Regions from separate parts of the Mus musculus genome. Here all the other regions are linked to region 3. Evidence: chromatin contacts called from public promoter capture Hi-C and targeted proximity ligation data. All regions are on one chromosome and are shown on one strand. The core of a region is the stretch at or near the end of the contact, and the rest is flanking DNA. Distances in the headings are between cores, read along the strand shown. Region 1 holds the start of Tbc1d12 (TBC1D12: TBC1 domain family, member 12). Region 2 holds the start of Hhex (hematopoietically expressed homeobox). Region 3 holds the start of Fra10ac1 (FRA10AC1 homolog (human)). Region 4 overlaps Exoc6 (exocyst complex component 6). Region 5 holds the start of Hells (helicase, lymphoid specific).

Region 1 (2,700 bases), core at 20-2,519, 610 kb before region 3:
TTATTTTTTTTTTTAAAAAAAAACCTCGAATCCCCAAACTAATGGAACGGGCTTAGACTCCAAGCAAATAAACTTCACAGACTTCTACACCACACACTGCCGCCCGCCCAGTCCAAATCCTAGTAATACAATTACAAAAAAATAATAGGGCAGTGGTTATCTGATGTTCCAGATGAAGAAACTGAATGTGTAGTATTGGGAGGCTGGTCAGACCTGGAAGCACAACGCTTCCTGGGGACGGAGTAACACCAATCCTGGCTCCAGGCCCGGAGCTCACAAAGCCATCCGGTCCCCCTACCCTAGCGACAGATCAAAGCTGAGTCCCGACGTTCCTGTTCCGTACGCTGGAAGGCAGCCCGTTCCCGGCCCCGCCCAAGCCCCTCGCGCGGCCAGTGTGATACCTGGCGAAGAAATCCGCGAAGCCACCGCTCCGTCGAGCCCGAGCCGTGGTGCCCCCGGGACCCTGCTCTGCCGCTGGCAAGGGTGCGGACGGCCCCGCTGAGGGCAGGAGGTCGCCGGCGCTCTGACGGCGGCTCACCTCGAACGTGTTCCGAGAGCCGAAGCGGGCGTCGGGGAGGCCGAGGCTGGGCTCCGCGCTCTCGACGGCCCTCCCGGCAGGGGTGGCGGCTGCGGGGTCCGGGTCGTCCGTGTCCCCGGCCGCCAGGCAGCAGCTCCGCAGCGGGTCCTCGAGCGGCGCGGCCCAGTCGTCCAGGCCACCCGCACCGTCCACGCCCTCGTCCGCGGGCTCCAGCAGGCAGGGACGGCCGCAGGTTCGGCGGCGACGTGCCTCCTCTGGGCCGCGACGGTCCTGGCGCAGCAAAAAGCCCGAGTCTCCGTTGGTCATGCCTGAGCCGCGCGCCGCGGGGACTGCTGCCGCCGCCGCCTCCTCCGCCTCCGCCTCCGCCCCGCCGAGCCCGGGCTTCAGCGGGCCCGCGGCCGCCGCGAGGTACCGCTGCAGGAGCTGCCGCGGCGGCGGCGCCTCCTCCTCTCCAGCCTCCTCCGGCGGCTCCGCGGCGACAGCGCCTCCGCTAAAGCCGCTGGTGGCCGGGACGGTCTTCCCGTCCTGACCCATGGGCCCCGGGACTGGGAGCAGCTCGGCGTTCCTTCCCGAGCAGGCTCCGGCATCCTCGGGACCCATCATCTGAGGCGGCGGAGGAGGACTGCCCTGCGTGCAGGGTTCGCGGCCACGGCCGCCGCGACGTCCCCGGACCCACCCCTCCCACCCGGCGGCCGGGGCAGTTGCCGGAGGCCGGGCACGCGCTGGGATCGCGCACGCGCACCAGCGGGGCCGGGCCTGCCCGCGACCCGGCGCGTCCCCGAACCATAGAGACGGCAGCTAGAGCGACCCGGGAGGACAATCTGAGATCCTCCACCCGGGTGACAGTGCTTAGCCTAAGGGAGGGCAAGGCTCACTTCGCATAAACCATATCACTTGACGGCGATTTGTTTGTGAGAGGAAACTAAGGAAGTTAGTTTAAGTGCTCCTGTCTTGACAGTTTTTACCTTCTCTAACAGCAGTGAAGAACTCCTGGAACCGTTCAGGGCTTCGTTGTCCACATGACAGCCCCTTACCTATCTTTTCCACTTAGTCTTCCATGTTTACCAAAGTCTGATCTCCTAACACTTTTTAACACGTTGGTTGTTGGTTGTCGTGTCACCTGGGTACGGAAATGAAATGGAGCCAGGGCGAGAAGGACTGTTTGGCTCAGTGGTTAAGATTGCCGACTGCTCTTTCAAAGGTCCTGAGTTCAAATCCCAGCAACCACATGCTGGCTCACAACCATCTGTAACGAAATCTGATGCTCTCTTCTAGAGTGTCTGAAGACAGCTACAGTGTACTTACATATAATAAATAAATATTAAAAAAAATAACTGCAGCAACCTGTGGTAATGGATTAAGATATAATGACCGTTTAGTGGAAATAAAATGTATTTAATGTGTGAATCGCAAGACATAATAACTAGCCACAGGAGTGATAGGAGAGCAGCCAGGAATAACAAGGCTATGAGATTGCTGTGGTGTGAAGAAACAGGAAACTGGATTGGGGAAAGACATTGGAATTAACTAACATAGTGAGAGTTATAAACTTGGGTTAAAGTTCTGGTTTGGTCGAAGGGGCCATTTATGTAAGCCACAAAGGGGGTCGGGGGATATCAAGTGACTCTACCTCCATAGAAGAATGAGCATAGGGCAGAGACCCAATAGTGTTGGTATTTCAGAAGAGATGAAGTTGTTGTAAAAGGCCCAAATAGACATTGTTGTAGTAGGATAATGCAGTAACTAGAGACCATTCATTCTACAAATGCCTCTGAAAGCAAGTATAGAAATAGAATGGAATACTTAGCAAAACAAAGCAGTAAAAGCGTTTATTATCAAGATCTTTTGAAAGGTGGAAGATAGCTCAGTTGGTCACGTTGTCATGCAAGCATGAGGACCTTTCCTGTATCGCAGCACTCACATAAAAAGCCACTTTGTAGAATGCCCTTGTACAGCTAACATTGGAGAGGCAGTCCCTGGGATGCTCTGGTAACCGGCCTGGCTAAGGCAGCTGGCCTTAGATCTTATTAAGAGGTCATGTCTCAGACAATAAGATGGGCAGTCCCAAAGGAGTAACAGCTGAGTTGAACTCTCTCCTCCCTAAATATGAGTGTATACTTACCTCATACATAGGAACACACACACCTGAACATACATACACA
Region 2 (2,700 bases), core at 170-2,669, 790 kb after region 3:
GACCCCACTGGTTCAGAGGCTGAGGCCCTGAACCCGGTCACCATCGCGTATTTATTCTTAGGAATGTTGTGAGGACAAGCCTCGAAAATCCCAAATTGCCAACGTGTAGCCCTTAGTATTTGTTCGGGGTCTGCACTTTCCTTCTCCAAATTGATGGTGGTGCGTCTGTCCGTCCGTCCGTCCCTATGTCCACAGACCTACACCTAAACATTTTGAAAGTTGGCATTGTTTTTTTTTCCCCCCGAGATTTTGCTTGCGTCAGGCTTCAGACTTGGTGCAAAACAGCCTCCAAAGATGGGGGTGGGGGGTGGCGGGAGAGGCAGAGAGGAAGCAACTGGTTATTTTAGCTGCCATAAAGTCACATCCCACACAGAGGAAATGAACAATATCAGAAAAACGGATCCTGGCTATCAGACGTCGAGTGTTTCCTGAATTTGTCTGTATTGAGGATGTCGATAAAATAATCAGCAGCGTGCACTACTCCGGGGGAAGGGTCTGCTTCATGCAGCCAGGAAAACACTTAACAGCTTCAGAAACCAGATTTACTCCTATCGAGAACTCAAGATTTCCTGTATGAACGGAAAGGGTCAGGCTCCTTCACTGCACAAGCTTGTTGAACCAAGCCCAGCCCAGGAACCGCCCGGGCAGGCAGCTCTCCCTGCCCTGCAGGGGCCAGGCTCAGGGCGCCCCGACGTCCTCTTCTCCGGGCCGCTCGCTAAGGGAGTCCCCCACCCACCCCGGGGCGACACGCGTGGCCAGGGCCGCCCTCCTCCACCTCCCCGGGAGCCCCAGGTCTCTCCCGACTACGCTTGCCCCGACGTCTGCAAGGTGCAGGAAAAGCAATCTGAGTCGCCGAGCTTCCCAGTACCGGGGCCCCGCATGCACCCGCGAGCCGCTCGCTCCGAGAGCTCGCCGCAACTTTTCCACTGCGCTTCCCGTCCGTCCGCCCCTGCCGCCTCCCGCGCGCTGCCACCCGCCGGGAGCGCCTTCCTCACGGACGCCCTCACTCGGCCCCGGCCGCCTTACCCAGGGGGTCGTGGCGGAGTAGGGCGTGCGTGTAGTCGTTCACCGTCCGCGGGAACGGGTACAGAGGGCCTCCGAAGCCACTGGGGCCGTAGGCGGCGGCCAGCGCGGCGGCCGGGTGGTGCGAGAAGGCGGGGTGGACCGGCGTGGGCTCGTACACCGGGGTCCGGTAGGAGGACACGAGGCTGGTGAAGGAGGAGTTGGGGGACGGCAGCGTGGGAGTGGGCGTGGGGGCGGCGGGCCCGCGACCCAAGATGTCGTCGATGTAGAAGGGCGTCGGGTGAGCGGGCTGCAGCAGCGGCGTGGGCGCATACAGCGGGACTCCCACGGCGGGCGCAGCCGCGGGCCCCGGGTGCGGGAACTGCATGGCCGCTCCGCAGCCCCTCGCAGAGAGCTGCCGGCCGGCGGCGCCGCGCTACATTTATTTGCGCTCTGCGCTCCAGGCGATAGGCTCGGGCAGCCGCGGGGTGGGGCCGCGCTCGGTCCCCTTCCTGCCGCCAGGCCCTGCGGCCAATGGCGCTGGCTTCAGATTCGCCTCCGCCCCCCACTAACCCCCGCGCCGATCCGCCCCCACCGGCCCAGCTCCCGCCCCCGAGACGCACGGGCTGTGGGGCTCCGGGGACCCTCCGCCAGGGTGTTCCTGCGCCGCAGGCGCCCCCAGAGGTTCCAGGCACCTAGCGAGCGACTGCGACCGTCGAAGAGGAGGTCACAAGACGTGCGCCGCGGGGCGCGGATCCTGACGGGATGGCGCCACTGCTGAAACTCGGGCAGCCTCTGGAACCTGGAGAAGCGATGGGACTCTGCGGGCCAGGAGGCCGCCGGCAGGATGGCACCTTCGGGCGGCCAGAAGGCTGCGCTTCTTGGGGTAACGGTGGCACTGTCTAGAACGGGGGACCTCCGCAGCTCGGCGCTCCAAGGAGAAGACCCAAGCCGTTGGCTGCGTCCTAGTCCCAGACGGGTACTGACAGCGAGGCTGCAGGTGTTCCAGACCTATTTGAGGACCCCCTAGCTCGGCCACCTCCCTGGATGCTAACGGAATCTGCTCCAGACCGGTATCAAGATAGAACCTTAATCGTATGGCGCAGGACAGAGGCTATGCAGTGTTCTTCGATCCAATGGGGGTGGGAGGTGCTCCTGGACCTCTGTCCCCAGGCCCTGAAGGACACAGCTGCGCTTAGCCGGCCTCTGAGGTTTTACACGTGTTTTCTATTCAAAGCCGTGGTGCGCTGCTCAGTGTGGCCTCAGCTCTGTGCGGCTTCACTCGCCTCTGGGGCAAAGGGGCATTTTCTTGATTGACGCCCTCCTGGGGTGACCACACCTTGAGTTGGGCAGTTTCTGCTAAGGACTTCTATTAGTAGAAAAACTCCCTGGCTTTTTTTTTTCAACTGAGATATTTAGTTTTATCCTTTGGAATTAATCTTCAGCTGCAGTGGGACTGAAGGCGAAATAGCCAGAGGACCTGGGTCCGAGTTTCACTTCACACCTTATTTTCTTGAGCAACTACTGTGTGTCATTAGCAAACGAGAGAGGCAGTCTCTGCCCTGGTGGAAGCAGGAAACGAACACAGTCACATCTACTAGGGAGAAATCGTGTGTAAGGGTCGAAACCTTAAGGAGCTCCAGCCCCTCCTTTCGGGTAAAGGAGAGAGTCACTTTGAAAAAGGAAAAGTCTTCCCAA
Region 3 (2,700 bases), core at 121-2,620:
TCTTTAAAAAATTTAAATGCAGGGCCTACAACAGCAGCACAGGGTTGTTGGAAAACTAAAAAGAAGTTAATAGATAAAAGATGTTTTTTAAAAAGGAACAAAAATGCTAATGCATGTCAAATATTGGTATACAAGAGTTTCATTTAGGCTACAGGAGTTCTTATTAGTGATAAAAGGACAAAGTATTTGGTTTTTAGATATCTATAAAAATTGACTGCTTGACAAATTAACTCAATACTTTAATAATATTAAATTATGAGGTTTCCTATTTACATTTTTAAAGGAAACATTTTTATTGTAGTATAATTCAAATGCACCTTGAAATGCATAAATTTATAATTTTGTAATTAACAAGATTGCAATCGCTGCTCTATGTAAATCAGGGTGTATCTATGATTTGCTGCCAGGAATAAAAAAAGTCTTGAACTGATTGACAGGGATATTGTTATCTACTGGTTAGGATAAAAGATTTAAAATGAACGTGTATTAAGATTCAGAGTTCTTCCTTAACATGGACCCGCTGTAAAAGTGAGAAGCATGCCAGTTCTGTTCAGCAAATGTTTTAGTAGCTCCTGTGATTTCAAAGGCACAGTGTTGGCTGCGGAGTGCGAGATGAATAACTGCTGGTATTGAAGAGAAGCAAGATCTGTACCCAGTGGAAAGAGGAATGGGACGTCACGGTGTAGGGCAAACACAATGCAGGAACAACCCAGTGGAGCTTAAAATAATTTAATTCTGGCTGCCTGAGGTGTTTTTTTTTTTTTTTTTTTTCCTTAAATTTTATATTGGATGCCCTTTCTGCGTGTGCTAGGTTGCTTATTGGCGTAGAATCTGCGACCCTGTGAAATCTTTTTCATTCCCCATTTCTTCTTTTCCTTGCCAACTCGATCTCTTCAGCCGCCAGCACTGCCTTTGGAACAGTATCTATTGTGTGGGTGGCGGAACGCGGGGAAGCTATTTCTGTTCTAATTATGAGCACTGTTTTCGTAGGGGAAAAAGAGGGGGTGATAAGGCAGATCTGAGGCTGAGCTGCTGGCTGGGCGAGGATGCTCGGTGGAGGCGTTACTAAGGTTACTAGAGAGAGGACCGCAGGTGACAGGCGGGGTTTTTCTCTATAGCAATATACATTTTCCAATGAAGGACGTGGGCTGGGCAGTGCCACATTGTACTACATATTGGATTCCCTAGAGGAAAAAGGAGATGGCCCAAAGGAAAAATGAGGGACCAAAGCAGGGAGCCTCTGCTTCCTCTTCCGGGCCTTTTCTTCCGCCGTCTTTGTTTACCCCCGAGCCATTCTGGCTGCAGCACAGAGTCGGCGCGCCGGAGAACGGTGTCTTATCGATGTGACACGCCTCTGAGCCGGGCCGGAAGCGGTTCCCAGCCGGTACCCGTAGGGCCAGGCGTGCAGCGTGCGGTGACAGTGGCGCGGGCGGCGGCGCTGCGTGGCTCTGGAGGACCGGCGCGGACCTGCAGCGGCTCGCTGAGGCCGTGGCTCGTCGCTGCAGCTGTCAGGACTCTTGGGGGCGAACTTGCCAGACAGAGAAGAGCGGAAGGGAAGGGGTGTGTAAGGAGGGCCGTGGGCGTGTTTGATCTCAGAGAGGACTTTGAAACTGGTTCTTAGTAGTTGAGTCTCATTTTTATTTTGACAGATTCGGGAGGCAGCAGATGCCCTATTCTCGAGATTTTCTTAATTCCAGTCAGTTGATAGCATGATTTGAGTGAGAGCTTTTTAGTGAAGCTACTGGGTTAAGATAGCTCAAGGGATGGATGAAGCTGCCCGAGATAAAAAGAAATGTGGCGTCGGAGCAGAGAAGAGGTGTCTGGAATGAGGGGTCAAGATGATCTACTAGTTCCAGGTTCTACTAGTTTCAGGTCTTCCTGTACTAGGTACCGTCCCCAAACTATGTAAGCTTGAGGTTTGGGCTTCTTTACATAACCTCTATGTTAACCTTTACATAAGTGGGGAAGTAGGAGACGCGTCTGTGCCAGCCAGACCTTAGATTCTGCAACTGCTCCAGGCTCCACACTGCGGTTTTCCACCATCAATATATGAAGCACGTGAGGATGGATTAGAGGGTAGTAGAATTTGAACAGCCTTGATGAGATCTGCTAAAAGGTGTGACGTCTAGGTGTATAAGGCAATGATAGCTGTCGGTCAGGAAGAACTGTGGCTTGCAAACCTATGTCTCCAAAGCTTGGCTGTTGCCTTCTCTTTAGCATTTGGTGGGATAAGGAAGAGAGGTATATACTCACACGCCCAAGTTTGAAAATGGAGTTGCAGAGACTCACAGAATTTAATGATTTGACATAGCTACCTTATTTAACAGAATGACAAACAGAAGGTAGTCAAGAACGCAGACACTGGCTATCCTAGCTGTACTTGCCAACACAGATGCTAAAGTTAATGTCTCTTTACCTGGACTGGGTCCTTTCAGCAATAAAGATTGCAACCCACCTTTACCCCTATTAATGTGTGTTACGAATTCTGTACACTTACTGACACAAATACCAAAGCTGAAAAATATTATCACTTGACCTGGACTGGCTCCTTTCAGCTGCAGGAGTTGACTATTGATGATATACAGTAGTAAAATCATCTGTACCCTTGCTCATGTGTGTTCCAAACTCTGTGTAATGCTGGAGTCAGATGCCTTTTCAGGCACAACTGACAGCTGAAGCTTTTCAGCAATTCCAAGACTA
Region 4 (2,700 bases), core at 20-2,519, 640 kb after region 3:
GGGGGTTCTTAGGGTGTGGCACAACAGTTTATTACAAACTGCCAAACCATTTTCCACGGTAACAGTATTCTTTTTATACCCACCAGAAGTGTAAGATAATTCCAGTTGCTGAGTCCCACCTCCTTACCAGCACTTGACACTGCCAATCTTTTTAATGTAAAGTCTTCCATAAGTATGAGGCAGTACTTCCTTGTGGCTTTGTTTACATTTTCCTGATAAAAATTTATACTGAACAACATTCTCATGTGTATGCACATTATCTGTGTATCTGTAGTAAAAATATCTATTTGAATCTCTTTTTTTCTGTTTTTAAAGCTGGTTTATTCGTCATTAATTGTTGAGAGGTGTTTAGATGGTTTTATCTCCTGGTCACCTTAACAATGGGCTGAAAGCCCTCTGAAGCCCCAGATGACAAGAAAGGTGAGTCCTCCAGGACAGCTGCTTTTGGTGCCCCAGGCCTGACCTGTGACCCGGTGTTACTCAGTTCCCTCTCCTATCCCATAGATGCTTTTAGGGTGAAAGCTGCACTCGGTGCCTCATCGAAGCTACCTGGGCTTCTGCCTTGACGTGGCTCACAGCAGATGGGGGTTCTGCGGTACAAACGCATTTAGTCATGTAAACGTCACCACGCCAAAATGTGGATTAATTATACTTTTCTGCCAGATCCTCAGTCTATTTAAGAAAAATCTAATTCTTTTTTTTAAAACGTCTATCCCGAGGCTAGAAAACTGGCTCTGGGGTTAAGGGTACTTGCTGCTCTTACAGAGGTCCTGAGCTTAATTCCCAGAACGTACAGAGACAGACAACCAGCAGTTATTTCAGTTCCAGGGGATCTAACGCCCTCTCCTGGCCTCGGCAGTGACTAGTCCGCCTAGTCACAGGAACAGACCTACCCCAGCCACATACACATAACTAAAAATAAAATACAAAGAAACAGTCTATCCACTGTGTTTAGTTGTTTTGTTCAATGTGACAAAGAATCAAAGTGCACAGTTCACCATATAGTCAGAAACAAATTATCATTCTCTGACATTTTGCTTGCTTATCTGTTTTTAACTCAGTGTCTGTCTTTCCTAACAGAATGTAAACTCCTGAGAAAAAAGACTCACCCGGTTTTGCTCACTATTGTACACTTGGCCCCTAAATCAATGACTAGAAATAGTAGGTGTTTAATAAATATTTATATGTAGATGAGCAGTGACCCATGCTCACAGGACTCAAGCCAGCCACGGGTGCAAGCACCGTGCAGGGCACAGGACACCACACTCACCACACTCGACTGCGGCTGCAGAACCAGGCGTGCCTGCTTCTTCCTTTGCTTCCGGTAATAATTTTCAAATGTTTCTTCATCACCCTAAAGAACATCAGGAGAATGAGGATGGTGATGGTCCCTCCCGCCTCCCTCCTTCCCTTCCCTGCCCCTGCTGAGACAGACATCTTTGTCCTCTGGGATTTATGTTAACTTTCCAAACTGGAATGTAGATGACAAATGGCATTTCATACTAGAGGTCAAGAAGAAAGGGTTGTTGGCATTACAGCTCAAAAATAGCAACTCTATTTGGAAGTTACCTAAAATAAAGTTCGAACAATTAGACGTTTTCCTAATTTACCACTGAAATTTTTACAGGCTTAGCACTGCGCAAACTAAACTATGGTTCTCAGTGAGAGTCGTTAAGTAAGGGAAACATCTGTTTCCCTACAGCCTGCCTCTCTCCGCATGCCAGCCATGCGCTGCTGGCAGAGTATGCAGTTCACTGCCCTCAGCCGTCCACTTTCAGGTTCTTACACGTGCTCTCCCTGACGGGCGGGTCCTCGCTCACACAGTCTCTATGACATTTTTATTCATCTTTCACGGCTCCTCCCGTCATTTCGTCCTTAAGAAAGCTTTCCCTAGTGTTCCAGAGCAGGTTATTTTCAGTTATTCTGTAACAATTCACACTCCCCTACCACAGCACCATGCAACAAATAAATGAACTTTGCTAAACACAAGTACACAGATACAGCACAGCCTCTCTGCTTAGTAAGAATCCTCCCAGTTAAAAACTTGGGAGTCCCCGTCTCCTCGGCATCTAAGACTCCAAAACAACAACAACAAGAAAGCAAATTTAACAATAGAAAAAAATTCCAACAGAAAAAAAAATTGATTTGTTTCTTTAGAATTAAGTAGCTACAAAACCATTACTCTTTTAAATGTCATCTGAAATAAATTCATAATGCAGAAAAAAATGTAAGTCTCTCCTATGGGAAGTCTTCTAATGTTCTTGTGCTCCAGCTACGGAGAACTACAAAATAGCTATGTTACTGATTTTCTAATCTTGATACATTAAGTGAAAATGTTTTACTAAAAGTCTGAACAAGTATAGAAGATATGACGTGAAGCATAATGCTAATGCTAGAATTTTTTAAAATAAAGTGTTACAACCTCATTTAAACAGAGCCAAGCATCGTTTGCTTAAGGTACTGGGAGAGCCCCACACACACCGCTGACGTCCATCCCTCTACTTCTGAACTACTTACACTCAACTCTACTGATTTAATATATTTTGTCCAAATGTATTTTATAATGTAAAATGCTTTGAGGTTTATTTTCTTACAGAGCTTACGAGGACTTAGATGTTAAAATTATTTTACTTCAGGAATAAATTATTCTCATTAATACTTAATGGATCCAAATAGCATAAACATGTGCTATGTTCTAAT
Region 5 (2,700 bases), core at 58-2,557, 710 kb before region 3:
CTAAACTTGCCAAATGTTAAAAGCTGCTTTCACTACGTTTTAAAAGATTCTGTTTTTTAAAGAAATGTACAAATACTGTAACTTACCATGAAAACATACACCTCAATTTTAGCTAAAGAACCTTACTTGTAGAAAACTAAAACAAATTGATTACTTAGGCAGCAAACAGTAATAAATTGCTAAGAAATCCTTAGGAGAAGGGAATGATATGCACACTCCAGTAATCCCAGCCAGCACTGGGAAGCTAGGCAGGGGGACCCTAGGATATGAAGGCCAGCATAATACTGTCTCAAAAACAAACCCAACAGAAAAATAGAGGGGAAGGGAATTATCAGTAGACCCGGCTTACAGCCCAACCGTTGATTAATGTCAACGTCTACCACCTCTGTCTACTAATACATACATTATGACTCGGGGCATTAAAGATTAATAATGTTGGCCATTAGGCATACAGTGAGAGAACATATTTTAAAAGCCAATAAAGATGGCAAAAGCAAGCAAACACTTACCAGTGACTCTTGACTGAATCTTAGTAGTCAAAAAAGCAATCTGAAACGTCCACTCAAAGATAAGTTGCAACCTACCCCGCCCAGACCACACTTCAGAAACCTATCTATCATTCAAAGCCCACGCCAAGATTTCCACTTTACAAGTACGGAGAAGCCAAGTGGCCAGGGCTGCTTGGAAGTTCAAGGAGAAGCAAGTGGGGGAGGCAGGCGGGGAGGCAGGCCGGGGGTGGGGGTGGGGAGCCGGGGAGAACCGCCGGCCGTGGACTTTACATTACCTCTTCTAACATCTTCCGCTCTTTCTCAAGTCCCGCAGCCTCGAGCTGTTCCTCCTCCTCCAGCATGGCTGGAGTAATCACCGCAGGCTCCGTTTGTTCGGCCATCTCTGGAGCCAAGGACCCTAAGGGAGCACGGCGGGGGCTTTCAGAACGGGATTCAAGTTACAACCCCCGAGTTCCAACTTCGGGAAGCCACGGCCTTCCCCCTCCCTGGCCGTCTGCATCGCCGGCCAAAGCCACGGACAGCGTCTGGGTGGCAAAGCCGGTCGGCCGGGACCCAGCTCGTGAGGAGACCTGTAAGGGAGACGTGGGGGAACGCTTCCGTGCCACCAAGCAGACCAGGTCGCCGCCGGCGGCTCCTCACGCCTTTTCCCCTCCTCAGCCCGGACCCCGGCGAGCTCCCTCCCCGGGGTGCAGCCTTCACGCCGCCGGCTCACCGCTGCTGCTCGCGGGCGGCTCCGCAGGCACGGCTGGACACCGGCCGGGGACCCAGTCGCCTCAAACGCCGCGAGCTAAATCCTCACACCCCGCCGGCTCGCTCGCCCCGCGGCGCAAGAAATTCGCGCGCTTCTCTTTCGCGGGAAAACCCGGTGGTCTCGCGAGACTTCGGGCTCCCCGCCCGCTGCAGACCTCGGCTCACGAGATTTGGACGCGCTTGGCTTTGCTTTCCGCCTCTCCCCAGGAGGGATGCGTTAAGCCTTTACCTGGACCCAGGCAAAGGGGGTGTAGCTAGCTCCAGCCTTGAATGTCGCCCGTGGTCACAGAGGCGCCGCAGACCGTAGTGGCCCCGATCGCCCCTTTCTTATTTAATGATGGTCCCGAGTTGTTCGGCGGGTGCAAGACCTCTTCACACACTGGATTGTTTGAACGCCCCCAATACCTGTCCTTTCGGTAGGTGAAGGTCGATGTTAGGGTGTCAAAAACGGCCAAGCTCGCTGGACCCTGACCAGTTGTAGTTCGCGGTTTTTCGTAAACTTCCTTTCCAAATAACTCTGAGGAGTGGTTTGTGAGTAAGAAGAAAGATGAGAAATTAAGATTATAGCTAGTTCAGGGGGGAAAAAGTATTTAGGATAAAATAGCGAGTGATAAACTGACTGAGAGGAACGGAGGAGAGAACAAGGTCTGTAGGTGTAGCGGAGTTGGTGTAATGCCTGCCCACAGGGAAAGGCTCCCTTGTCATCTCGCGCAGTGGAGGTCCAGGCACAGGATTAGGACTTTTGGAAGGTCAGTGATCCTTGGTTTACAGACACCCTGGAGCCCTGGAGTACATGAATCTTTAAAAAAAAAAAAAAATTTTTTTTTTTTCAGAAAACAAATAGACCGCTAATAAGAGTGGGTGCTGAAGGGTTTTTCTCGTGGCCGTTTTGCTTAGGTTTCAATTCCTTTTCTGCAATGCTTTACGCACGGAGAAGAAAAGTCCTGCAAATTGTCCGTTAATCTCTATGAGTACCAAGTCGCATTTGTAAGCCTACCCACACACCTCTAAATATGCACACTAAATAAAAATGTAAAGAAAAATTTAAGAGAAAAAGACATGGCTTTACCATAACCACCTTCGGGGGGATCCTCTATTTTAAAAAATAAGATTTTATTTGCGACAGGGTCTCACTATGCTGCGCTCCTCCCCCCCTGGTCTAGAACTTGCTATGTAGATTATGCCACCCTTGAACTCATAGAGCCCCACCTGCCTCTGCCTCCCACGTGCCAATGTATGCAACCATGCCTTGATGGTCGGCTTCCCTTCTAGGTCTTTAGGAAGAGCAGGTTGATTTGTCCAGAACAAGAGTTGGAGCACAGTGCAAATTCATTTGGTTCTCACAGAACAGACATCTGCTACATTGCTACATTAATTTCCTGACTCATCTTGGCTGCTGTGTAGACTAAATACTAGCAATGGCTAAGAAAAGCACCAGCTC

The links. Promoter capture Hi-C pulls out the DNA fragments that hold promoters and counts their contacts.
Region 1: a contact with region 3 is called in a targeted proximity ligation map of the NIH/3T3 cell line, with 8 read pairs. A contact is called at or near these places in 5 of 39 promoter capture datasets (cranial neural crest, embryonic stem cells, hippocampal neurons and 2 more), 5 of 484 Hi-C or Micro-C datasets (CD4 T cells, liver, muscle stem cells and 1 more) and 8 of 130 datasets of targeted methods (the 230-238 cell line, the NIH/3T3 cell line, astrocytes and 3 more).
Region 2: a contact with region 3 is called in a promoter capture Hi-C map of pre-B cells, with 4 times the contacts expected there. A contact is called at or near these places in 4 of 39 promoter capture datasets (hippocampal neurons, liver and pre-B cells).
Region 4: a promoter capture Hi-C map of pre-B cells shows a contact between it and region 3, with 3 times the contacts expected there. A contact is called at or near these places in 5 of 39 promoter capture datasets (the C10 cell line, the HPC-7 cell line, cranial neural crest and 2 more) and 4 of 130 datasets of targeted methods (bone marrow-derived macrophages, embryonic stem cells, large pre-B cells and 1 more).
Region 5: a targeted proximity ligation map of pancreatic cancer cells shows a contact between it and region 3. A contact is called at or near these places in 3 of 39 promoter capture datasets (the 3T3-L1 cell line, embryonic stem cells and liver) and 2 of 130 datasets of targeted methods (extraembryonic endoderm stem cells and pancreatic cancer cells).

Annotation. Positions count from the first base shown.
Region 1 is chr19:38,835,148-38,837,847 of GRCm38.p6, reverse strand. Tbc1d12 (TBC1D12: TBC1 domain family, member 12) reads right to left here and starts at 1,269. Exons shown (of 13, transcript NM_145952.4): 1 at 402-1,269. The coding sequence starts at 1,141.
Region 2 is chr19:37,433,560-37,436,259 of GRCm38.p6, reverse strand. It overlaps Hhex (hematopoietically expressed homeobox), which reads right to left and starts at 1,419. Exons shown (of 4, transcript NM_008245.3): 1 at 1,027-1,419. The coding sequence starts at 1,390.
Region 3 is chr19:38,222,822-38,225,521 of GRCm38.p6, reverse strand. It overlaps Fra10ac1 (FRA10AC1 homolog (human)), which reads left to right and starts at 1,370. Exons shown (of 14, transcript NM_001081075.2): 1 at 1,370-1,560.
Region 4 is chr19:37,584,465-37,587,164 of GRCm38.p6, reverse strand. It overlaps Exoc6 (exocyst complex component 6), which reads right to left. Exons shown (of 22, transcript NM_175353.2): 9 at 1,271-1,354. Among named protein-coding and RNA genes, the nearest start is that of Exoc6, 35 kb to the right of the region's middle.
Region 5 is chr19:38,929,597-38,932,296 of GRCm38.p6, reverse strand. It overlaps Hells (helicase, lymphoid specific), which reads right to left and starts at 1,307. Exons shown (of 22, transcript NM_008234.3): 1 at 1,222-1,307; 2 at 785-906. The coding sequence starts at 889.